Linked DNA regions of Sus scrofa: all the other regions are linked to region 1. Evidence: chromatin contacts called from public HiChIP or PLAC-seq data. All regions are on one chromosome and are shown on one strand. The core of a region is the stretch at or near the end of the contact, and the rest is flanking DNA. Distances in the headings are between cores, read along the strand shown.

What was found. HiChIP or PLAC-seq counts read pairs in DNA pulled down with a chosen protein or histone mark.
Region 2: a contact with region 1 is called in an H3K27ac HiChIP or PLAC-seq map of alveolar macrophages. The contact joins two enhancer-like sites. A contact is called at or near these places in 1 of 5 promoter capture datasets (liver), 8 of 47 Hi-C or Micro-C datasets (brain, embryonic fibroblasts, liver and 4 more) and 1 of 2 datasets of contacts at active chromatin or transcription factors (alveolar macrophages).
Region 3: a contact with region 1 is called in an H3K27ac HiChIP or PLAC-seq map of alveolar macrophages. The contact joins two enhancer-like sites. A contact is called at or near these places in 1 of 47 Hi-C or Micro-C datasets (liver) and 1 of 2 datasets of contacts at active chromatin or transcription factors (alveolar macrophages).
Region 4: a contact with region 1 is called in an H3K27ac HiChIP or PLAC-seq map of alveolar macrophages. The contact joins two enhancer-like sites. A contact is called at or near these places in 1 of 47 Hi-C or Micro-C datasets (retroperitoneal adipose tissue) and 1 of 2 datasets of contacts at active chromatin or transcription factors (alveolar macrophages).

What each region holds. Positions count from the first base shown.
Region 1 is chr8:136,576,672-136,582,451 of Sscrofa11.1, forward strand. It overlaps RASGEF1B (RasGEF domain family member 1B), which reads left to right. Exons shown (of 14, transcript NM_001195367.1): 5 at 439-651; 6 at 1,135-1,209; 7 at 2,754-2,849; 8 at 2,964-3,066; 9 at 4,559-4,638; 10 at 5,696-5,780. Among named protein-coding and RNA genes, the nearest start is that of RASGEF1B, 23 kb to the left of the region's middle. Within about 2 kb of position 2,265, at least 18 of the 83 cell types and tissues checked have an H3K27ac peak or open chromatin away from gene starts, as enhancers often do. A contact at or near this core is called in alveolar macrophages, liver and retroperitoneal adipose tissue, where this site is marked.
Region 2 is chr8:136,236,923-136,242,655 of Sscrofa11.1, forward strand. It overlaps a transcript of RASGEF1B not described here. Among named protein-coding and RNA genes, the nearest start is that of RASGEF1B, 320 kb to the right of the region's middle. Within about 2 kb of position 2,504, at least 12 of the 83 cell types and tissues checked have an H3K27ac peak or open chromatin away from gene starts, as enhancers often do. A contact at or near this core is called in alveolar macrophages and liver, where this site is marked.
Region 3 is chr8:136,185,271-136,191,116 of Sscrofa11.1, forward strand. It overlaps a transcript of RASGEF1B not described here. Among named protein-coding and RNA genes, the nearest start is that of HNRNPD, 340 kb to the left of the region's middle. Within about 2 kb of position 4,146, at least 6 of the 83 cell types and tissues checked have an H3K27ac peak or open chromatin away from gene starts, as enhancers often do. A contact at or near this core is called in alveolar macrophages, where this site is marked.
Region 4 is chr8:136,261,847-136,267,050 of Sscrofa11.1, forward strand. It overlaps a transcript of RASGEF1B not described here. Among named protein-coding and RNA genes, the nearest start is that of RASGEF1B, 290 kb to the right of the region's middle. Within about 2 kb of position 3,940, at least 12 of the 83 cell types and tissues checked have an H3K27ac peak or open chromatin away from gene starts, as enhancers often do. A contact at or near this core is called in alveolar macrophages and retroperitoneal adipose tissue, where this site is marked.

The DNA of each region.
Region 1 (5,780 bases), core at 1,015-3,514:
ACATTGGGAAGGATGAAAGTGGGGCAGTGAGGAAGGTGGCCCTAAAGAAAAAGTGTTAGGAAAAGGATGCTCTGACTTGAGATGACCGCACTGGAACCCACCAGAGGAAAACCAGTACATTCCCGTGTCAGCTCGGAGAACACTGGCCGTATGTGGTTCCTGTGGTACCGGCTCATCCAAACGTCCCTGCAGTGTTGTCCTGGCCCAGTTCGAATGGTGCTGTCTAGAGCCTCCTGAGAAAAGAGCTAACTCTTACAGGTCTGAAAAGATACCTTGTGTGAAAGCGTCTCTGTTCACGTGTTGGAGGGGAGCGCCGACTGCCCTCGTCAAGGTGCTTCTCTCCAACATCAAGGCGACATCGTTGGAGCCCAGAGTTTGCACCGTGGTGCCCGTAGGCCCGCCGGGCGAGGCGTTAACCCTTTGCTTATCCCCTGGCAGACGTACAGGAAGAATGTGCAGCAGATGATGCAGTGTCTGATCCGCAAGCTCGCCGCGCTCAGCCAGTACGAGGAGATCCTGGCAAAAATCAGCTCCACGTCTACAGATCGGCTCACGGTCCTCAAGGCCAAGCCACAGTCCATACAGAGGGGCGTCCTCACCATCTGCAGTGACCCCTACACGCTGGCCCAGCAGCTGACTCACATAGAGCTGGTGAGGCCATTGGCGTCCTCGTCCCTTAGCACCCAGACTCGCTCTGCCTCGGCACCCGGGCGGTGTGTTGTCAGCAGGCAGCTCAAGGGAGGCTTTAACCCAAGTGGGAAGCAGTCTGTGAAATCGCTGGAACGTGTGTTGTTTAGACATTTGAGTATGAATCTCTCTGGGATTCTGGGAATTTGCTTGAAGATAAATACTTAGCGAGACTGAAGAGCAAAGGGTTTATTGACCCTGCTCGTCTTCCCCCCCTCATTAATTTTCCCAGCTCTCTCAGCCTTTCCCCCTCTGCTGGGTGTGGCGTTGACCCGAGCAGAAAACCGCCTGTGCTCAGACCTTGCGGATGGCGACTTTGGCGCTGAGGGTTCGAGGCTCATTTTACCGGCTGCGTTTACAAAGGAGGGTAGCGTCACTAGATGGAGTGGAAAGACTGTTTCTTCTCCTTGCCTTTAATACCGTTGACCTGTTGCGTTTGTGTTTCAGGAGAGGCTGAATTATATTGGCCCAGAAGAATTCGTTCAGGCGTTTGTGCAGAAGGACCCTTTGGACAATGACAAGGTAATTGGTCTGCCTAGCGGTCAGCCCGACACTGGAAGTGGAATTCTTTAACCTATGATAGTGGGTAGAGAGATGGAGGTTGGAACAGTTTTGGTTTATGTTTTAAAATTAGGGAGTTCCCACTGTGGCTAAGTGGCTTAAGACCCTGACTCATATCGGTGAGGACCCAGGTTCAATCCCCAACCTCATTCATGGGCTAAAGATCCAACGTTGCCACGAGCTGAGGCATCAGGCCTTGGATGGATCCGGCATGGCTGTGGCTGTAGTGTAGGCTGCCAGCTGCAGCTCCAATTCAGGCCCTAGCCTGGGAATTTCCATATGCCACAGCTGTGGCCTTAGAAAGATACATAAATAGTAAATAAATAAATAATCAGAAGGGTTTTTTCCTTTTCGTTAGCCATGACTGATTCGTTGCATTTTTCTCGAACTTGGGATCCAAGTTCCTTGACAATATTCTTACCCTTTCACCAGCTTTTAGCCTCTTCTTCCTCTTTGTTGGGAAATTTCATAAGCAAGTAGACGCAGGCGTCTGTAGCGATGAAGATAGGCGATAAAAGGGTAATGGTTTTAGCAGACTAAGCCAGAAAGCAAATTGGGGAGAATGCTCTGTGTGTGACTCAACCGTAAGAGGGCCGGGAAGGCAGGAGACACACCCGGGGCTCTGAAGACAGGTCTTTAAGGCCTCTTGTTTCAAGGGAAATCCCTCCTGACAGGTTTATTGCCTGAGTGCAGCCCACACGTAAAGACCGCGTGGACTGTAAAATCGGTGTACACACAGAAGAAAATTTCCCCCCACTGACCTTCAGAAGTCTTTCAAATTATTGGGCAAAGTCTACAGGACCCGCTCCTGAGAGCCCCCCCCCCCCCCGTTGGGCGGAGGGGCAGCAGCTGTGTTCCGTCCTTAGAATAGTTTCACTCGGCCAGGAAGCAGAAGATTAGATTTTGCAATAGGAGGCTAGTGGCCTTTTCTGTTTGTTTGTTTCGTTTGGAAGGAAGGAAAGAGGGGTGTGATTAGCCTGTGCAGACTTGACCTTGAGCTGCCAGATGAGCTTAACGTCTCGCTTGTGAACAACGTGTCCCTGCCCTCCGAGGACCAGGACGGTAGAGACTAACGTTTATCTGCCTTGGAGGCATCTCGTTTCTCTACGCAACGTTCCAAACTTCTGTCCTAAGCTTCGTTTTAAGAGAAAACATTCCTGCCCTCTGCACGCCCAGCGTCTCCTTGCTGGGTGGATGCCAGTCGGTGTTCACTGATGAGTCCGGGTTGTTTTGGAAGGCAGCCAAGAGCCCCCTTTTATTTTTGAATGGTGCTTCTGAGGGCAGTGCCCACCCTGAGCAGCTGCGTTTCCCGGGGGAGAAGGGCCCTGTCAGGACGGCCGCAGAATAGGTTTCCAAGCCCCCCCACTTCCTGTCGCTGCCCACCCCGTCGCCCTCTGGGCCGCCTTCCTGATCTCCAGACTGAGAGTAAAGGCCCACGTCTGACGAGAGCGAGAGGCTTCTCCTTTTTTCCTCCAACTCATCTGCTCACTCGACGTTCTCTCTAGAGTTGCTACAGTGAACGGAAGAAAACACGCAGCTTGGAGGCTTACGTGGAGTGGTTTAACCGCCTCAGCTACTTGGTTGCCACGGAAATCTGCATGGTGAGAACATGCCTTTTGCCTTTGCTCAAGCTCCCTGTAGGGTGTTTTCATTCGGGTCTCACCTCTGCGGCCCGCACGTCGGATAACTGCCCTCCCTTTCCATTTGCTCTACAGCCTGTAAAGAAGAAGCACCGAGCAAGGATGATCGAGTATTTCATTGACGTGGCTCGGGAGTGTTTCAACATCGGCAACTTTAATTCCTTGATGGCAATAATCTGTGAGTCCCTTGTTTTTGTAGGTCCTGTGAAATGCCGCCACTAAAAACGTACAAATAATGCAGCTTGGTTCATGAAAACGGTACTCTTTAAGCGAGACTTGTTTCAGAATGTTCAGGATGCTTTTATGTAAAAACATCCGTACAAGTCGGTATAATTTTTTTTAAGCACACAAGAATTCATGGAATACATTTAGTCAGTTTATCCCTGTCTGATTATTTATCTATAAAAGCTTATAAGCGAGAGATGTATCTAACGTTCCCCGAACATTTACCTTTAAGAGCTTAAAGTGAGATATTTGTCTAAGTTAGGGCTTTGGAAAGTGCTTAGGCAGCTTGTGTGTTAAGCATCACGGAAATACATGATCTGAGACTAAATCAGATGATCCCGTCAGGAGGACCAGAGGGTGGCCTGAGAAACAGAGACATTTTCTGAGCACCTGTGTTCCTAGGAGCGCTTATCACCCACTGGCCTTATCAGCCTCGTGTATAAACTTTGCTCTCCCGCCATCATGGGGATTTTAATGCCGGTGACCACTCGTTCTGTACACATAGGGCATATGGGGTGACGCTGTGCCTTGGTTCTGCCAGTTTCTGTCTGTTTTCTTGCCGTAATTACTGATAATGACTTATTTAAAATATCCTGGTTTATATGATAAATGATTAGCTGTCCTATACATTGTAGGTACTCAGGAAATATGAGGCCATTTACCACTTACCCGACTCCTTTGAGTCAAGGTCAGTTCGAAGCCAGAGAATCCCCCATCGTTCAATAACTTTGATTTTAATAAACCCCCCAATTCTTTTTTCCATTAAAATTGTTTTTGTTTTTTTTTTTCGACTTTGTCTCCGGCATCAGCATACTGGCCAGGCTTCAGCTCTTTATCTGGGTTACCCCGTGAAAACTGTGCACAGAAAGGTCATTGAAACCAGGGACCTGAAAGGCCCATAGTCTAGTTACTAGATTATTTAATTTCCCACTTAGCCTGCGAAGAAAACGTCAGGGCAAAAATCCACATCCCGGGAGAAAGTGTTTGTAATACACCTAAAAGAACTCGTACTCGGAATCTATAAAGGACCCGACAAAGCAATATAAGTAGACAGATGACCCAGGGAAAATGGTGAAACACATGGACATTTCACAGGAGAAAATATACAGCTGGATAGTGTAGAAAAAGGGGCTCCATGTCATTAGTCATTGGAGAAAATACGGATTAAAGTTAAAACCACAGTGGGACATAGCCTTTCACACCCCGGGGGGACTGACCCTGAGAAGACTGGTTGAACCGAGTGTCGCTGTGGGCGTGGACTGGCTGGCATTTGCGGGCACGGGGGGTGGGGGGCGGGTGCCATGGGCCACTCCTCCGAAAAATTGTTTGGCAGGTTTTTTTTTTAAAGTTAACTTCCTTACGGTTAATAATGACATTTTCAGAATGTACGTTAGAATGACTTCTTGTTCCTTTTTCTCTTTCTCTTCCTCCGTTTCAACTGGAAGCTGGCATGAATATGAGCCCCGTCTCTCGACTGAAGAAAACTTGGGCCAAGGTGAAGACGGCCAAGTTCGACGTTCTTGAGGTAGGCGAAGCCAGGCTGGCTGTGAAGGAACATTTCGCCCCTGGAGGGTGCAATTCCTCTGTGGGGCCTGGCCCTTGAGGAGATGGCGCCACAGAGAAGGTCCGTCTCCCTCCCCACCCAGGGGCAGGAAGGGGCCTTGGCAGGGAGGGGGAATAAGTCGGACCGCTGACGAGTCCTCTCCTGGGTAGAGGTATCCGCTTCGGGGAGCGCTAACCAAGCGGTGGTGATCCGTTAGTCGCGTCGCATTGTGTGTGCCAGGGTGGGTTTGGGTCCCGAACTGCTGGGCGTTGGATGCCAGGGCAGGCCTCCTGACCTCCCTGAGGCACAGTAGCCGGGAGAGGAGCCCCTCTGCTCATCCGTCCACCGTCCTCTAGTGAACTTAGCCAGCCCACGAGAGAGCCCTTCACACGCCATCCTGGCGGCGTAAGAACCGTGGGTAAAGGCGCTGGCCTTGGAACACGTTCACGTCCACGCACTCGTGACACGTGTGGAGCTTCGACTCTGCGATCTTTGGAGATAATAAGAAAATGTTCTTTCGGAAGTTTCCCCCCAAATTGGGAATTATCGTTGCATATATTATGTTAGACTTTATTGATACAATGCATTTCTTTCCCTTCTTGTAAGAGAGCATGTGCCCTAATTGTCGGTGATGACTTGTTACTACATGCAGAGGACAAGTTCACCACAAAGCGTCAATGCCCCTGCGGTGGCCAACCTCGCACTGACCCCTCACCCTTTGGGCGAAACCAGGAAATGGTTTCTTAGGCTGGGTTTGGCCTCTTTAAGTCTCAGCTCAGCGGTTAACCTGGAAAGAATTTGGCCTGGTTGAACATCATCGAAGCTGACATCAGCTGATATAAGTCAACAGACCTCATGACAGAAAACGTTTGTGTTCTCCTGTGTCTCATGCTTCTGCGTGTGTCGAGGCAGAAATCCTATAGGCCTCATGAGTTCCCTGACTTCTCTTGAGTTGTGTAGGTGGCCTGAAAAGGGTGGTCTGTAAACCTTCTGCAGGCGCGACGTGTGCGGTTAACGCTCTCCTCTCTTTTGTCTGCAGCATCAGATGGACCCTTCGAGCAACTTCTACAATTATCGAACAGCTCTGCGTGGGGCAGCACAAAGGTCTTTAACCGCTCATAGCA
Region 2 (5,733 bases), core at 1,254-3,753, 340 kb before region 1:
TGGTCGCGGCCGCGCTGGGCCGCCGCCCCTCCGTCTCCACTTCCCTCCCGCCGGCCGGGCTCGGGGCCAACCCGCCGCCTTCCCGCTCAGCTCCCGCAGCGCTTTTCACGGCTTCGTTAAATTCTCGTTTTTACAGCGATGACTGTCCGTTTGGATCCGCTAGGGAAGAAAAAACTGCCGTCTTAGTCACGCGCTTGTTCATTGCGCATGTCCTCTCCCTCCAGTTGCTCTTGTTCCACCTCGCTTTGTATGTAACATTCAGATACTGTCTTGAAGATAAATTTTATTATTAACATGAAAGTTCAAGGCCCATGGTGTGTCCGTTTTGAACTGTCTGCAAAGGGAGGTTAAAGCAAAGACAGTAACACCCAGAGCTCCCGTCGTGGCGCAGCGGTAACGAACCCCGCTAGGATCCGTGAGCATGTGGGTTCGATCCCTGGCCCCACGCCGTGGGTTAAGGACCCGGCGTTGCCATGAGCTGTGGTGGAGGTTGACAGCTGCAGATCCAATTTGCTCCTAGCCTGAGAACTTCCATATGCTGCAAAAAAAAAAAAAAAAAAAAAAAAAAAAAAAAAAAAAGTAAAAGAATCAAGGGCCTTTGTTTTTAAAAATGTCTTCAGTCAAAATAGTGATAGTGACATATCTAGTAGAAAGGAAAAGGCCTCTTATTTGACCGTCTGGTGTCACGCTCCCCGGAAGGACGCTCCGCTCCGTGTCTCACTCTGTGGGGATCTGCGTGTGAGAAGGTTGCCGGGGAGAATCACCAGTGTGAGGCCGACGCCTGGGGAGGGGGGAGGCGGGACAGGGAGGCTGTGACGTGGTCCGGGGTCTGGAGCTGGGTGTCACGTCAGAGTGGTTCCATCTCGTGTCGAGACGGCCAAGTCTTTTTACCACCATGTTGACCACAATTGGAAAAGGGTTGGCGACCTTGGGCTAGGTGTTACCCAGTCCCTGGGGAATGACTTAGCCGAGAGCCGCCAGCTGCCAACACTCCCACCAGCTGCGACCAGGGGGTGGGCTGGGGCGCCTCAGTTCTGAAGAGGGGGTCTGGGTGCCTCACCACAGCATCCACTAATGCTCCACCAATGTAGCTGGGATGCTGGCTGGTTAATGTAAAAGCTCGAAGAGGAGAATAGTAAGAAGCAATATGTACATCGGCCTAGTACTTTATTTCAACTTAAAGTGTATAAATGTGCATTTATTTGCCAGCCTTTTAAATAAAGACGCAAGGCCTTAACTGGAGCATGCACGCTCTGGTTGACCTCTTACGTCTTTGGCAAATGGCATAAGAAGGTCACTCTGGAAAGCGTCCTCTTTCAGTGCTCGTGCGTCATTGTTGTCCTTTTACACACAAATTTGCAAGCATTCCTTTTCGTGAATTGCCTTTATACGTCTTCGTCTCAGGGTTTGCTTTTATATCTTGTCACAGTGTCAATGCCTGTGTCTTAGAGTCTCGGGTAGAAGCCTTACAGGGGAAAGCGGCAGAGTATCCAGTCCGCCTCCCTTGATCTGCCCTCCAACCTCTGCAGCTCCCTTTCCTTGTTTTCACCTGGATTTGCACCCCTGGTAACGTCTCTGTTTATACTGTCATTTTTGTCATAATTTTCCAGTTCTCTATGTCCATGGGTGTCTCCTGTAGAAAGCGGTGGTCTCGTTTTCTTACGGGCCCCATTCTCTACATATGCTTCCCCTGGTGTCTTCCAAGTCCGACCATGTCCGAAAGCTGTGGTTTATATTCTTGAGCCCGTGTTACTGTCGCATGTGGCTAAGCCGTGTGCTATGTTAGGAGTGCATTCTCTTTTCTATGTAACTTTTAAGGGGTTTGGAGGGAGATAGTGATTATCAGAGACTTTCTGTGCCTCCGTTTCTTCAACTGTGAAATGCGAGTGACGGTTCCTACCTCACAGGGTGTCAGAGCTATATAAGTGTTAGTAGTTTTCACTGACTGTTTTTTTATATGCCAATCCCCAATTCATCTCAAACTTTCTAACAGAGCTGTAAATATGCGTTCAATGCACTTCATCACGTATTAAGTGCTCAATAAATGCGGAAACATACACATAGCCAATACTCATGAACAGCAAAGTAATTCCGTTGAGAGAACAATGCACTTGGCGTTAGGAGGCCTGGTTCAAGGCCTGGATCTGCCCCTGTCTAGCCGTCTGACTTTGGCCTAGAATAGTTGAATCACACTTTTATAATCTACAAATAAGAGAACTGGATTAGATAATCCCTAGGGCCTTTTCCACATTTCTCGATTCTGTTAATGAAATAAAGGATATGCAGGAGATGCCACACGTATTAAGACGGCAGTGATGAGAGCTACCACCACTTCTAGCCCCACCTCCAGAGACCTCTTCAAAACCTCGGTCAGGCAAGAGCCTGGAGGAGGCATCACTCCCGCTGTGACCTAGGAGAATTTTGCTTAGTCATGCTGGCTGAGCCCTCGTCCTCCCCTCTGGGACGCCTGGTTGTAATTTCAGGGAGCCACCACTAAAGGTCGCTCTAGGTTACCTAACGCCGTGGTCAGGAATACTCCGCGTGTCTGCCGAGCCTCAGCACTACCCTGTAGTCTGCCTACAGGCTTAGAACGACACGCTTTAAATGTTGAAACTCAAACATCAAAACACTGAGACGGAAATGAACTATTTTTTTTTTTTTTTTAAAGAAGGTGGTAACACCTTCCAGATTCTTCCGCTGGCCTCTTCCCTCCGAGGCTGTTTCTACCTATCTCGTTACTGCTGTAAACTGGGTAAACTGGAACTTGAAGGAATTCTCAGTTGAGCAATTGTTTGTTTGGCCTGAACTTTACGATTTTTGTTCCCCTCAAGATAAAAGAGATTAAGCTGCAGAAGCGAAATATGGGATTCTTTGTTTCCTGGTTCTTGCTTCTGTTGGATCTCCAAGCTTTTCTGGAATCTTAGACACTTCGTGCATTTCATTGATTTTATGAAAATGGCAAATATTTTAAGATTTCTAAAATTGTGATGCTTGGTACAGTCAATGGCAGCAGATGAGTAGCAGCACTTTTTTAGTGATATTTTATCATCAGTGATGTCTTTTATGTGATAAACACTGTATCTGATATATGATATATCCACCTTAATTTATTCGCAGACAATGCTGTGTTAAAAGTTGTTTGACAGATACACTTCTTCTTCCAGCCTTAATTTTTCAAGGAGCTCCAACTGGAAGTGAGAGCAATATTTACTGAATGTCCACCCATGTCTGAGCTCTGGGATATGCATATGTGGTTGCATTTAATCCTTTTCAGGCTATGAAGTGGGCCTTTTGCTGCCCTTTTACAGTAGAGGAGACTGAGGCCCAGAAAAGTCAGTGACGTGTCTAGTGCCATGCAGCGAGTGTGGGTCCCTGCGGAAAACAGTTTTGTATTTTGACTACAGATCTCAGATTTTAAGCCATATTATGTGGCAACTTAGGGCACGTGTCTACTCTTTGGCACGAGGTTTTTCTGACTTAGCCTGCAGAACTTAGATCTCTTTGAACAACATACAAGTACTTTCTCTTTTTAAAATATATATATTTAATTGAAGTATAGTCAATTTATAAGGTTGTATTAGTTGTGTGTGTGTGTGTATTCTTTTATTTTGCATTCTTTTCCCTTATAGGTTATTACAAAATACTGAGTATAATTCCCTGTGCTATGCCGTTGGCCCTTGTTGGTTATCTGTTTTATATATAACATACAATTGCTGTCTGACAGGCTTTAAGAATGTTAAATTCAGCCTTTAAGAACGTTGATAAGCAGCATAGAAGAGGTGTTTCTGAATTCCAGCCTTACTCATCTCTCTGATTAAAAGGGTGGAGTAAAACTCGATGTATCTGAGATGAAAGTTGCTCCCCTGTGGGGCCGTGGGCTCCGAGAGAGAAAGCAGAGCTGGGTGAGAGCAGCAGAGCAGCAGGGGGCCTGCACGGCTCCTTTAGGGCCCCTGGATCCCCTTAGTCTTTTGGCAGACCTCTCTAGGAAACAGGTTTTCAAAATACCTTGAATTAAAAAAAAAAAAGAAAAAAAAAAAAGTATTTCCTCCAAGTCTCTAACTTACAGGAAACCAGCCATTTAGAACATGATTCCAATCAGAGTCCACCGTGTCCTGAGACGCAGGCTGTACGCAAGACGGAGGTGGTAGCCCCTCTCGCTTAATTTTCCAAGGAGCAAAGCTTAGAAACAAGAGCAATGCCTTTCGTGCATCTCTGCGTTGCCAGTCCCTCTGCACGCAGACGGCGCCCACTGGTATTCAGCAGGAAGGCAGTTGGTGGCATGATCATGACCGGGTTTGCGCAGGCCCGGGGGGGCTGAATTTTCCACTCTCAGCAACTCTTAGAAATGGCTGAAATACATGCCATTCTAGGTCCCTACCTCATGTCCTGAAGGGCATTTGTTGTCTACAGGCTGCACTCATGTCTTCCACTTCCAATCCTTTTGTATTTCAGGTGCTTATTTGTAAATCTAAAGACATTAGCAATGTCAGAGGTTCTGCTCCATTCATTTGTCTAGGGATTTATCATCAAAATATTCCTTTTATATCAGCAACTTGGGGTCTTACGATGATAAATAATCCGGGGTTCTATTTTGCAATGATCTTTCAAACAGAGGGCATATGATTATAATATGTACAGGATATAATAGCCAACAATTCAGGGTCACGAAGAGATGGGTTGATGACAATTATTTAACGTTCCTTTGGCTTAAAGAGAATACTATATTGCTGAAGCAATTTTGAAATGATGTGTTTAACTTTCCATCTCTTAGGGGAGGCAATGACTGTATTATATGTTATCTGGGTGAAAACCGTTGTACCAGAATTACAGTGAGTGGCCACATAACAGAGGCAGGGCTGAGATTTGAGCCCATGCCCCTTTCATTAAGCTACCCTCCTCCCAAGAGGAACGCCTTTGGCCCAGCCAGGCTTTTCTGTGAGCCTCTTTTACTTATTTATTTACTTGTCTTTTTAGGGCTGCACCCATGGCATATGGAGGTTCCCAGGCTAGGGGTCCACTTGGAGCTGTAGCCTCTGGCCTACTCCACAGCCACAGCAACTTGGGATTCAAGCCACGTCTGTGACCTGCACCCCAGCTCACGGCAACGCCGGATCCTTAACCCACTGAACGAGGCCAGGGATGGAACCTGCATCCTCATGGGTACTAGTCGGGTTTGAAACCGCCGAGCCACAGCAGGAACCCTGGTGAGCCTCTTTGAGAAGAAGGGCCTCCAGTGGCTAAGAGATGCTCAATCACCATGGTTCCCTCTCTGTTCTTTGCAAGGCAGGCGGCGATGATGTGCCGGGGGAGGTGGGGATGGAAGGCAACGAGGAGGCCGAGGCTCTCGATACTGGTGGCAGCCGGGAGCGGGCAGGAGATGTCACTCCTCTCCTGCTCACTGCAAACATGGGCACGAGGGGTCGGACCCTGAGATAGGTTTAGTGACAACACTTCTGTGTGTAGCAGGGAGATGCGGGGTCTCAGGGAAGAAGGAGAAGCTGAATATTTACTTGGAGGAAAAATCTCTACTTTTCTAAGGACTCCTGGCCATGGCAGTCGTACTGCTGATTGGGAAGGGTCTGCTCAGCTCAGCTCAGCTCCCCCGGCGAGGTCTGCAGCCCTGTGCCACGTGAGCAAAATGGTGTTTCCTCCTGGGAACGATTTGCTTTATTCTTTGGTGCTTTCTTGGGCTTCATCTTGTGCCAGACCTGAAAATCTGGAGCTGTCAACTCT
Region 3 (5,846 bases), core at 2,896-5,395, 390 kb before region 1:
CTTGGGTCCGTAAAGCACTTATGGTGGGTCCTGAGATGTTTGTCATCCCTCTCAGGGCACAAGCGTTAAGGGCTCGGGCCGTGCGCTGTGATGCTGTATGGGCCCTTTTGCTCTAGCGTGTTCTAGATGGGGAAAGAGCCTGGACTGGCAGGGCCCTAGAGCCCTGGGAGTAGCTGACTGGTGGAATCCAGAGCCCCTTCTGTATAAATCTGGCTGTTTTTATGCTTTATTTCCCCTTCATGTTTATTTTCATTTTGCTTAAAAGTGCCCAATACCTCAGTATCCCGAAGGGAACTAAGGGAAGGGCTTTATGTACGTGCATTGGCCAGAACTTTAAGCTGGCCTTGGAGACTAGCGTGGCAGGAGTGGTATTCAGGATGCTCATGGGAAAATCCCACGGTCGCAGCCATGTATTCAAGGTCATGTTAGGTCTTGTTGACCTTTCTAGAAGTTCTAGTGAACATGAAGGAGGCTCAGTTATATTAAGGTCTATTTTGTAGGGCTCAGGACCAAAGCCTGTGCTTGCCTGCTCAGTTCAAGGGGGTCAGAGGAAAAGAACACACGGAGGGCACAGAGCAGCCCTTGCCCCGTGCGGCGCTGCAGTGAAGGACACGGAAGGAAACACTGAGAGAAGCAGACACAAAACATCTGCGCCCCACGTATTAGTTTTCAAGATTAACAACAATATTAGTGGTAAAAATAACATGCAATCAACGTCCCGGTTGCTTTGCTGACATTCGGTGATAGCAGATGATCTACTCTGATTTTAATCAAAAAGAAAATCAAATTGCCAAAGCGTATAGTTAACAGAGTGTTTTATCACATTCTCAGCCTCCTGCCCAAACACTGGTGTTCACTGATCTTGAGTTTAGTGTAGCCTTGCTTCTATCAAAGGCATCCTCTTAGATCTGGGAAAAAAAAAAAATTCACAGTAAGTTACACATGAATTATGAAACTTAAAGTCTAATCTCTCTTGAGGGTATTTGGTTTGTTTGTTTGTTTGGTTGTTTCTGTTGAGGGCCTCATGTGCAGCATAGGGAAGTTCCCAGGCGAGGGGCCAGATTGGAGCTGCAGCTGCTGGTCTACACCACAGCCACAACGTGGGATCCAAGCTGCATCTGCCACCTACTCCGCAGCTCATGGGCGGATCCTTAACCCACTGAGCGAGGCCAGGGATTGACCCCACATCCTCATGGATGCGAGTCGGGGTTTGTTACCGCTGAGCCATGGCGGGACCTCCCGGTATTTCCATTTTAATAGGTGACAGAGCTAATAACATCGAGCTGAAGGGGCAGACTTTCTGGCATTAGCAAGCGGGGAACAATTTTTGGTTGGTAGAAAGATCTTATCCTTGCTCCTGAAATCACATCGTTTGCCCAAGGTTGACTCAGAAGGGAGCTTTCACTGGCTGGATGACCTCGGGTCACAAACGGGTCTGGGCGGCGGGGAGGCGGTGCTGCAGCCGGGAGCACGGCCGCTCGCCTTCGCCTCTTCAGCCCCTGGTCACATCCCTTCCTCCCGCCCCCACTCCCCGTGCTAATGAGCGTAAGGTCCTCTTTGCCGAGGAGGTGCCCTGAGCTCCCCTCCACACACGAATTGTGTTTGGTTCGTATTAGCACCTTTCCTCCACCCCTTCTCCCTGGCACCCGGTGTCTGAGAGCTTCCTAAATGTTGGCAAGTACACTGAAAAAACACCTTCTGCCGTTTACACTGGGCAGTCCCTGCCATGCACGGCAGTGGAGGCCGGCGTTCGTCTCAGGTCCCTGGAGGAGTAGCTGTTAGGCTTTCCTGCTGCTCTTGAGCATTTGCTGTGGTTGATTTCCGTTTTCTAGGTCTGTTTGTACGCCCCGTCGGCAGTGTTCTTCTGCCCTCCTGATTCCCTCATTCAACTCCCCCCGCCTCCCACCCCCGCCCCACACCCCCTGCCCCAGGAACAGCCTCCCCCACTCCCAGCCTCGAGCACCACAGTGGTGCCTTGTTACGATCTTGAACCTACACTGATGCTCGTTATCACTCGAGGTCCGTGGCTGACATTCGGGCTCACTCTTGGTGTTGTTCATTCTATGCGTTTTGACACCTGGATGACATGTGGCCGTTGTAGTTTCATGAAGAAGCATCTCACTGCTCTGAAAGCCCTCTGTGCTTTGCCTGTTCAGGTCTCCACCCGCAACCTCCTTCAGCCACCGGTCTTTTTAGTCTCCATTGTTTTACCTTTTCCAGAAAGTCATGCAGTTGGAATAATAGATATAGAGCCTTTTCAGATCGGCTCCGTTCACCTAGTGATTTAATGCGCCTCTGCCTTTTCATGGCTCCATAGCGCATTTCTTTTTAGCACTGAACAATATTCCATGGTCTGGATGGACCACAGCTTGTTTGCCTGTTCACCTATTGAATGGGAAAAACTCGATTGCTTCCAATCTTTGGCAATTCTGAATAAAGCTGCTATAAACATCCATGTAGGCGTTTTTGCATGGACCTAAGTTTTTGACTCATTTGGATAAATGCCAAGGAGTCCGAATGCCGCGTCAGTTTTTCTTTATCCTTTTCTTCTCACGAATGACTCTGAGCCGTTGCTCCCCTGTCCTCAAGGGTCTGCTCCAATGCGCGTGTTTTCCTGTGTGCGCCTTTCTGTTCTTGGCGGGGTATCTGCTGTGTGGAGCCTCCGGCATCCCCAGAAATGACCCGTGCCCTGCTTGGAGAAGGGTAAGGAAGGAGAGAAACCCCCTGCAGCAGAGACGTGTTCAGTGCAGCAGCTAGATCTGGGCCAGTGACGAGGAAGACGCCCTGAGCTGAGTTTATGGCACCCGCGGGTTAAATTCTGTCTCCTCGTGCAGTTCTTACTGGCATCAGAAAGAGTCACTTGGGCCTTTCCCGTCACTGTGAGGGTCTGAGCGCTGAATTTAGCCTAAGGGAAGTTAAAAGTCACTGCTTTCTGGTCGTGACAGTTCCCCATGAGGGTCCTGACGGGAGACGGGAAGGAAATGAGTCTCCCTGAAGTGGAGGCGTGTATTCTCTTGCAGCCACGTTCCCTTTGCGTGGTCGTGAGAGATGCCCCGTGGCTTTCCGGAGGATGCAGCCCAAATCAAAAGTGGCCACACCGGCAAGATGAATTTAAAAGAGATGGAGGTTGATCCCAATAGTAGGGTCTTAGGAGAGCCCACTCTCGGGTTTATTTTTTTTTTCCCAGACAAACCAACCAACCAACCTGAATTAGCATTTTTATATTTTTGATACATTTTTTTAAAATGCTGTTTAATTTTTCCAGAAAGAAGGAAGTTTTAGAGACAAATATTGTTCAAAGGCTCAAAGGCGAAGTGTGTCAGACACTGACGCATACTTTTAGAGTCATCTCATTTCTGAATTTCAACCATAAAGGACCCAGAAGGACAAACTGGGTGTTTCCCCAGCGTAGGTCACATTCTGTTGCCAGAAGCTGCAGGGGACTGGCTGGCAGGTGTCTTTTTCCCTCTTAAACTTGTGTTACATTCAACAGTAGTTGGCAAACACGAGCCTTGGGCGGAGGCTCTGGGATGAACACCGTGGGTTTTTAATGCGATGGCTTTTGTTCAGAGGGTATTGGGGTCATTTAACTTTTCACTTATCCCTTTTCTTTTCCCCTCCTTGGTGGAGAGCAGCTTGTCTTACGAAAGCCTTATCTCTCCCTCTGTGTCTTATTCCCCTGTGGCCCAGGTCAGGGGTTCCCGTCCATCTTGTCTCTTGCCCTTAACTTTGATCAGTACCAGAGATGTTCCAGCGATAGAATGCACGCTCAGGCTTGTTTTGGTTAGAGCCCAGCATCTCAAACTCAAAAGAGTCAGCTTCAAGGCTGGTGTAGGCCAATGGCTTTAAGAATCCTTTTCATCAGAGAGCAAAGGTATTCACAAATCCTGTGGGAGGTGAAGCCTGAGCAGGATTGCTCAAAGCATCTGTCTTGTATTTCTGGAGCCAAGGAAAAATAATAATGCCTTCGAGTGCAGGTCTCCTTGTTAAATATTAGGTATGGTCACGGCCCATCTCCCCTGCGGTTCTCTGAGTTTCGGTAGGTCGCTTCGAGCTGGTCTTCTCGTGGGCTTTTCTAGCCTGTGACTCACACCCAGTGTTTCGGAATGACCTCTTTTCCGAGGAGAGCCCAGGAGCTTGCCCCTAATAGGAAGCGGAGGCTGGGGGAGGGTTTTCTGGGAAATGTCGCAAAGGCTCTGTGAAGCAATCCAAATGCAATGCAGTTTCTTCTCTGAACTGAAGGGAATATCAGCTCTGAAAAATTTATGGTGCTTCAGCTCAAAAAAGTTGGTCCGAATACGCTTGTGTCAGGCTGTTCTGAAGTCAACTTTGACCTTGTGTCCGCCGTTTCCTCTGAGTGGCCTTTTCTTTTTAGGTTAACTGAAGCAAAGAAAGTGTTCTGATTTGCATGAATTAAAATCTTCCATGCTTCAGAAATGCTCCGGATAGAATTTGAGAAGGAAAGAAAAATGTATCCTTTTCTTCCTTTCTTTTAACCAAGGTGATTCTCTTGGCAGAAGTTGGAAATTCACAGCTCCGTCGTGTTTTGTTTTGCCCATTTGAGTGATTTTTAAAAATGCTGAGCCAGTGTTTTAAAGCATGACTTTTTGCATAACTGCCTGGATTTGGGGCTTGTCCTGAAAAATTGCAATACCTGGGACCTAAGTATGGGTTTCTAAGGGGCAGTCATCTACTGTACGTAGCTAAGGGACTGCTGCCCCCTCTGAACAGCGCAAGGCACCCCCAGTTTACCGTTGGCTTCCTGACGCCCTCCGCCTCATGCCCGTCCTGGCTTTCCTGGCCCTGGGAGGCATTTGAGGTTTTGACCTATATTCTAGGAGATGCGGCACTTCTCTCCTGGAGGAGTTGTCAGCCTCAGGTGGCTATTTTTCTATGATCAACCCTGAGCTGTGCTACAAACATACTATTTAGTGGGTTAATTGATTAGTATTCAAACTTCTTAGCAGCATGTTAGGCTTTAGCAGTGAATTACTTTAAAGGTTCTTTGGCTTAAACTTAGTTTCTTCTAATAGATTATGATATTTAAGACTTATTTTGATAAAAGAGCATTCCATTTCAGGACTCTTCCATTTCCTGTCAGGAACTTGGCTGGCGGGACAGTGGATCTATGTTCTATTTAAGCTGAGGATAGTTTTCCTTTAAAATGAAACTTTGCACAGAAGAGAAAACCATGCACTCGCAGAACAGACTTGTGGTTGCCAAGGGGGAGGGGAGGGAGTGGGGTGGTTGGGGAGTTTGGGGTTCATAGATGCAAACTGTTGCCTTTGGACTGGATTAGCAATGAGATCCTGCTGGGTAGCACTGGGAACTATGTCTAGTCACTTATGATGGAGCCTGATAATAGGAGAAAAAAGAATGTGTGCATGTACGTATAACTGGGTCACCATGCTGTACAGTAGAAAAAAAACTGTATTGGGGAAATAACCATTAAAAAAATAATTAAAAAATCTGGAATTACAAAAAAATAAAATAAAAATAACACTGAAAATGAAAAAAAAAAAAAATGAAACTCAGGACAGGAGTCTAACCCATGACTACTAGCTTCCTACATAATGACGTTAGTCCAAGTCCAGACATTATTCCAGCTGCAAATTTTGCAAAAACACAAATATCCTCCAGCCTCAATAACAATCCTAAAACAACCAAGATGGGGAAAAATAGGAGAGAGAACTAAGATAATCACAAACGGAAGGAGTAACAAGAGAAATCTGGACATTAAAATGCAAATGAGGATTCCTCAGGGACCCAGTGGAAACAAGTGTGACTGGTACCCATGAGGATGCAGGTTTGACCCTGGATTAAGGAACCGGCACTGCCGTGAGCTG
Region 4 (5,204 bases), core at 2,690-5,189, 310 kb before region 1:
TGTGGCCCCTAGACTCCCAGGCAGAATCCTTAGCTGTGGTCATATAAATGGGTTTTTCAGGTTGGAGAGTTTAAAATCAGCTGTCATTTTGATGGTTTCCGGTACCCTGTGCCCGTGTGTGGAGGGGGAAAAGCATTTGTTTCTCTGTTTGTCTCTCTCTGTTCGCTCTCCCGGACTCCTGATATCCACATAAATGACAGCCTTTGGTATATAGCACATTTAGGAAACGGATCCTCATCGTAGGAAAAGGTGTTGCTTTGGGGATGCGTGCGGGACGGAGGGTCCTTCCGTGGATGGTGGGAGTGGGTGGGAGTGTCGGTGGCTGAGTCGGATGCGATTTCTTTCGCCCGCGCCTTCGACTTGGGCTCCACCGTTGCCGGTGGCGTCTGAGTATCCACAGCACGTGCCTGTGTCGCTTAGCCTGCTGGATGACGTTTTTATTTCCGATAGGCGTAGGCGTGCTTCACTCACTCAGGCAAGGTCATTTTCCTTGAGGAAGAGGTGATTAAAATCCACAAAGTAACGAGCTTTTGGGAGTTTTTCGTCCATGTTGATGAATGGGTCTCTGTGTAAATACAGCCCAAGATAGTAGTATCAGTGGCTAAGATATTTACTTAGAGTTGGTTCCTCAGCCTTTGAGACTATATTCTATCTGGCTTCCTCTTTCAAAGAGCAACACTTAATGTCTAGACTGTTCACTGACCTCCAACAGAGCTGGCTGGGCACATTCCCATGGCGCTCAGCCTCTTGGCAGAGTTTCCAGGCTGGTGGGTCACGGTGGCTCCTTCCCATGCCCTGAGAAAGGGCACAAGGACCAGATCAGCGCTGTCAGCATCGAGGGAAAATGTCAGTTTCCCCTCCCCGAGAAAGACAGGACCCATGTTCTGGAGCAGTCACAGTGAAGGGTATCATTTCAAGTGAATTTAAGTGCTGTTTACTTCTTAAATAGATTTTTTTGGGAAGAAATGAAATTTCACATTTGGCAGAGGGCTATTTCTGCTGACTTGCCTTAGGGCTCTCTGCTGGATAAAGAGTGATAGATACATATTTGCCAAGTTCTATCTCTTTTAAATACGGGCCAACACAGGCCACTAACTTACAGGAAGGGAAGTGATAGCGCTTTGGGCAGAGGGGCAGCCTGGCGGTCAGCCCACCCTCCCCGCTCCCGCGCCTCCTCTCACTCCCCCAGCAAAGAATGAGCTCTTCGTGCTCGTTTGCAGTGTTTGGGATGAGGATCGGTGGTTCTGGACTCCATGCACTCTCCCTGCAGCCCGGTTTGGGTTTTTACGGTTGCATTTTTCCACTCCCAAGAGCACAGATGCTGGAGACCGCAGACTGGCGTCCCAGCTCCTCTATCCATGAGCTCTGCGACTTTCCCAAGGCACTCAGCTTCTCTGAGCCTCACTGGAGTCGTGTATAAAATGAGACAAGTAACGTATCAACCTAAGAATTGTCGTAAGGATTGACTAGGTGGGGATCCACCTAAAATTCTTCGAGGAGTATCTCAGTACGAGGTGTCCACTCCGATTTCACTCCTGTGGTTGCTGAGAATAAGTAGAGCTTTGACGCTCTGAGCCCCACCTTCTCTTTGCTTTAAAAGAGCAGCAGTAGCAGGTAAGCTCATCGCTAGACTCGCCATCGTCAGCACTGGGGGAAAATGTAAAGAGTAACTGCGCGAAAGGAATAGACCTCGTAGGGTCTCTGATCCTTAGCAGCTCTCATTGTTAATAGTTAGAATGCGCTCGGGCTCAATATTGTGGGTTCCGGCTCCTAAAAGCAAAGCATTTCTTGAAAAAATGAAACATGAACCTTCCTAATAGTGGAATGAATATACTTTTTTTGTATCTCCAGCACACGACACGATTTTAGACAAATAGTAGACATTTAATAATGCTCGCTAATTCCTAAGGCTTGGCATGATATTATTCCTCCAAAAGCCTCCAGGAGAAGGCTTGAAACGGAAAAGAAAGGAAGAGGAAGACTCTGCCCTTTGTAAATGGGCTTGTGGCTTTTCTCTTCATTAAAAGGAGGCATTTCAGTGGACGGAGGGTTTGGGTTGGTGCTGCACAGATGTTGGCCTCCTTGCTTTCAGCGCAGTAGCCATGGAGGTAATTGCACAGAGTGAATATTGGTGATGCCTTCATCATGTTATCATTGTATATCCTTAGCCTGGGAGTCTTTGGCTTTTGGCCTTGTGATCTTGAAATGTTCCCAGGGAACATATACCTGAGGTCAAACCAAGTAGCCGTAGTTTACAGTATTAAAACTGGCTGTGGAGAACAGTCCGGGACAAGAAGTAACTCATTGCCTCTTTTTGTGTATCTTCTACCTTAAGCAAGTATCAACGAACAAATTATAATCATTTTTGATGAGGCATAATTTATAGCAAATAAAACGTGGTGATCTTTAAGGCTATAGTTCAATGACATATTCTTTCTTTTTTTAATTTAGCAGCAGAATCGGTAGCATTACCTTGTGCCTTTTGAGGTGTGGGCATTTTCATGAATTGGGCCTTACTGCTTAGGACACACTGGCGATGCCAGAGCACAGCCTTTATTCTCTCCCAGCACCTGCTGTCATTAATTGTCACTCACTGCAGAATGAACAGCACGTTTAGATCCATAGTCTGTGTAGTGTCATCATTGTGCCTGACAGTCACATTGCTAATAGGAAGGAAGGGACTTAAGGGCCAAGGTCAAGAAATAAGTCGCTCTAATCCCTTTTGAAATGGGATGATCGCTCTGCATCTGCATTTGAACAGGTTTCAAGAATAGGACCTTTGAAGTCTGTGCTTCATGCATAACCTCCCCTAATGTATGTTTTTCGATGCATTTGAAACAATAATAATTAGCAGCACCCTCCCCATCAAACAATACACCTGAAAAACAAGCAAAAAACCAAAAAAAAAAAAAAAAAAAAAACTACCCTGAGTTACAAATAAAACACAGATTTTTGTCACAGCAGTTCCAGACTGCCAGAATCACTTAATGGGGTGGCAGAAATAAAGGGATGTTGACAAATATTGCAAATTATACGTGCAAAAGGGCATTTGAGAATTTGGTATATGTGCATTTTTTGTGTGCAGGGAGGAAGGGTTGCAAACAACTACTCCGTTCAGCTCTGCAATGACCAGCTTGATTTCACTAGTTTCTCTTTCAAGTACTAAAGATATGATGGTGAAATTTTGGCTGTCAATTGTGTTTCCCTTGTGATTCTACCAAGTTTCCTTTGGGCTCCTGTATGGCTGAGTCTCAAGGGCACGATCGATGGCAGCTCTCTCTCTCTTTTTTTTTACCCGTTCTCTCTTTGGATTTTGACATGATCAAGATTGGGCTCCAGTTATACAAACAGGATTGTGGGCTTGTGCACACACAGACACATTTAATTTTACAGAATTTGCTCTGAAAGATGAGCTTGCATAGAGATTTTTATCTTGTTTTCTGAGTCTACAGCACAGTGTGCTAGATGTGAAAAGAAGCAGGAAAAAAAATTTAAAGATGAATCAATAAGAAGAATGGAGCAGAGTTTGTGTAAATTGGATCTTTGAATGGCTTACAACTCTTTTTAGAAATACGTGGAGTAGTCCGAATACTTAATTTGCCTCAATTAAGAATGATCACTCTCGCTATTGTTGCTCAAAATGGGCCCAAGTCACTCTACAATCAAGCTAATTGCAACCTCTGATTTATCGGTTGAGCTGTGTGCTTCGCCTTTGTTTTCATAAATGATCCGTACCGACCAAATAATCCTTCCCCTCTCTCTCCTCCCATGTTGACTGTTTTTCTTTATTATTTTAATTCCACACTTTGATGACTGCTGCAGCCTTCTGAAGCCTTTGCCCAAGCCAACCACTAAAGAAGGCAGCGGGTAAGGACGCGGGCGAGGCGCCGGGTTAGGGAGTCGGTGCGGTTGCTGCGCTGTGAGTCCAGAGCCAGCCCCGCCCCGACGCGCTGAGAATTTTCGGTGGCTCCACCTATTCACCCCGGCCTCAGTCCCCTGCGTTGATATCATTATTTGTCTCATTTTCCAAGTGAGACAAGGGAGGCGCCAAGAGGCTGCGAGCTTAGGCAACTCGTCGAGCTCCAGGGTGTGGGGAAGCTGGGACTCCGGCCGCAGAAATCGGGTCTCCAGTCTGGCTCTTAACCCTGCTCCGCAGCGCCCCTCTCCGGAGAGTGGGGTGGGAAAAAGCAGCCGTAAGACCCGACACCGGGCAGGAGGAGCCGGAAGGAGGATGCCCGGAATCCAGAGCCAAACGTCGCCAGGGTGTGCCCAGGGCGCCTGCTCTGCTGGGGAGGGAGGGGGCTGCGCGCCTCCCCTGTGTTCGGCGGCGATTCAGCGGCGTCAGTGGATGGGCACCATCTCGCCAACCTGCGCCTGCCCCAAGAAGCCCCCGTCGCCTAGTTTTTCACTTCCTACTCGAACTTACTAGGTCATTCATTTTTCCTGTATTGTTTATTGCCTGTCTCCTGACAGTAGAATAAATTCCAAGGTGACAGAGGTGTTTGGATCTGTCTTATTCGTGGACGTGAACTGAGACTTGCGCACGGCAGCTCCTCCAACAGACCTGTTAGGTGAATTACGAGGACAACCGTTACCGCCGCTGCCCCCACCAGCGCCACCAACACCCAGTCTCCAGTCGTAGAGTAACGACCGGAGAGTTCTAGAGCTGGAAGTGATCAGGGGTCATCTCCAGTACAGCTCCGCCTTTGTAGAGGCAGAGGTGGTGACCTGGTCAGGGGCTGAAGAACAGTCTTCTCAAAGACTTGCCTGTCTCATGCAATGAGCGGGGTAACGCTCCACTTTAAAGTGGCTGGCACTTTATTTATTTACAGCATTTGTACTGAAATGTGGTTGACTTGCAATGCAGTGTGTTAAGTTTACAGCAAAGTCATTCAGTTACATGCACACACACACATACATGTAATGCATATAGACATCTATTCTTTTTTAGATTCTTTTCCGTTATAAGCTGTTGCAGATAGTATAGTTCCCTGTGCTATGTAGTAGGTCCTTTTTGTTTATCTGTTGTTTATATAGTAGTGTGTATATTTTAATCCCAAACTCCTAATTTATGCCTCTCCTCTTCCCCCCTGTCCCCTTTGGTAACCATAAGTTTGTTTTTTATGTCTGTGAGTTTGTTTCTGTTTTGTAAAAAAGTTCATTTGTATCCTTTTTTTTTTTAAGATTCCACATGTAAGTGATAT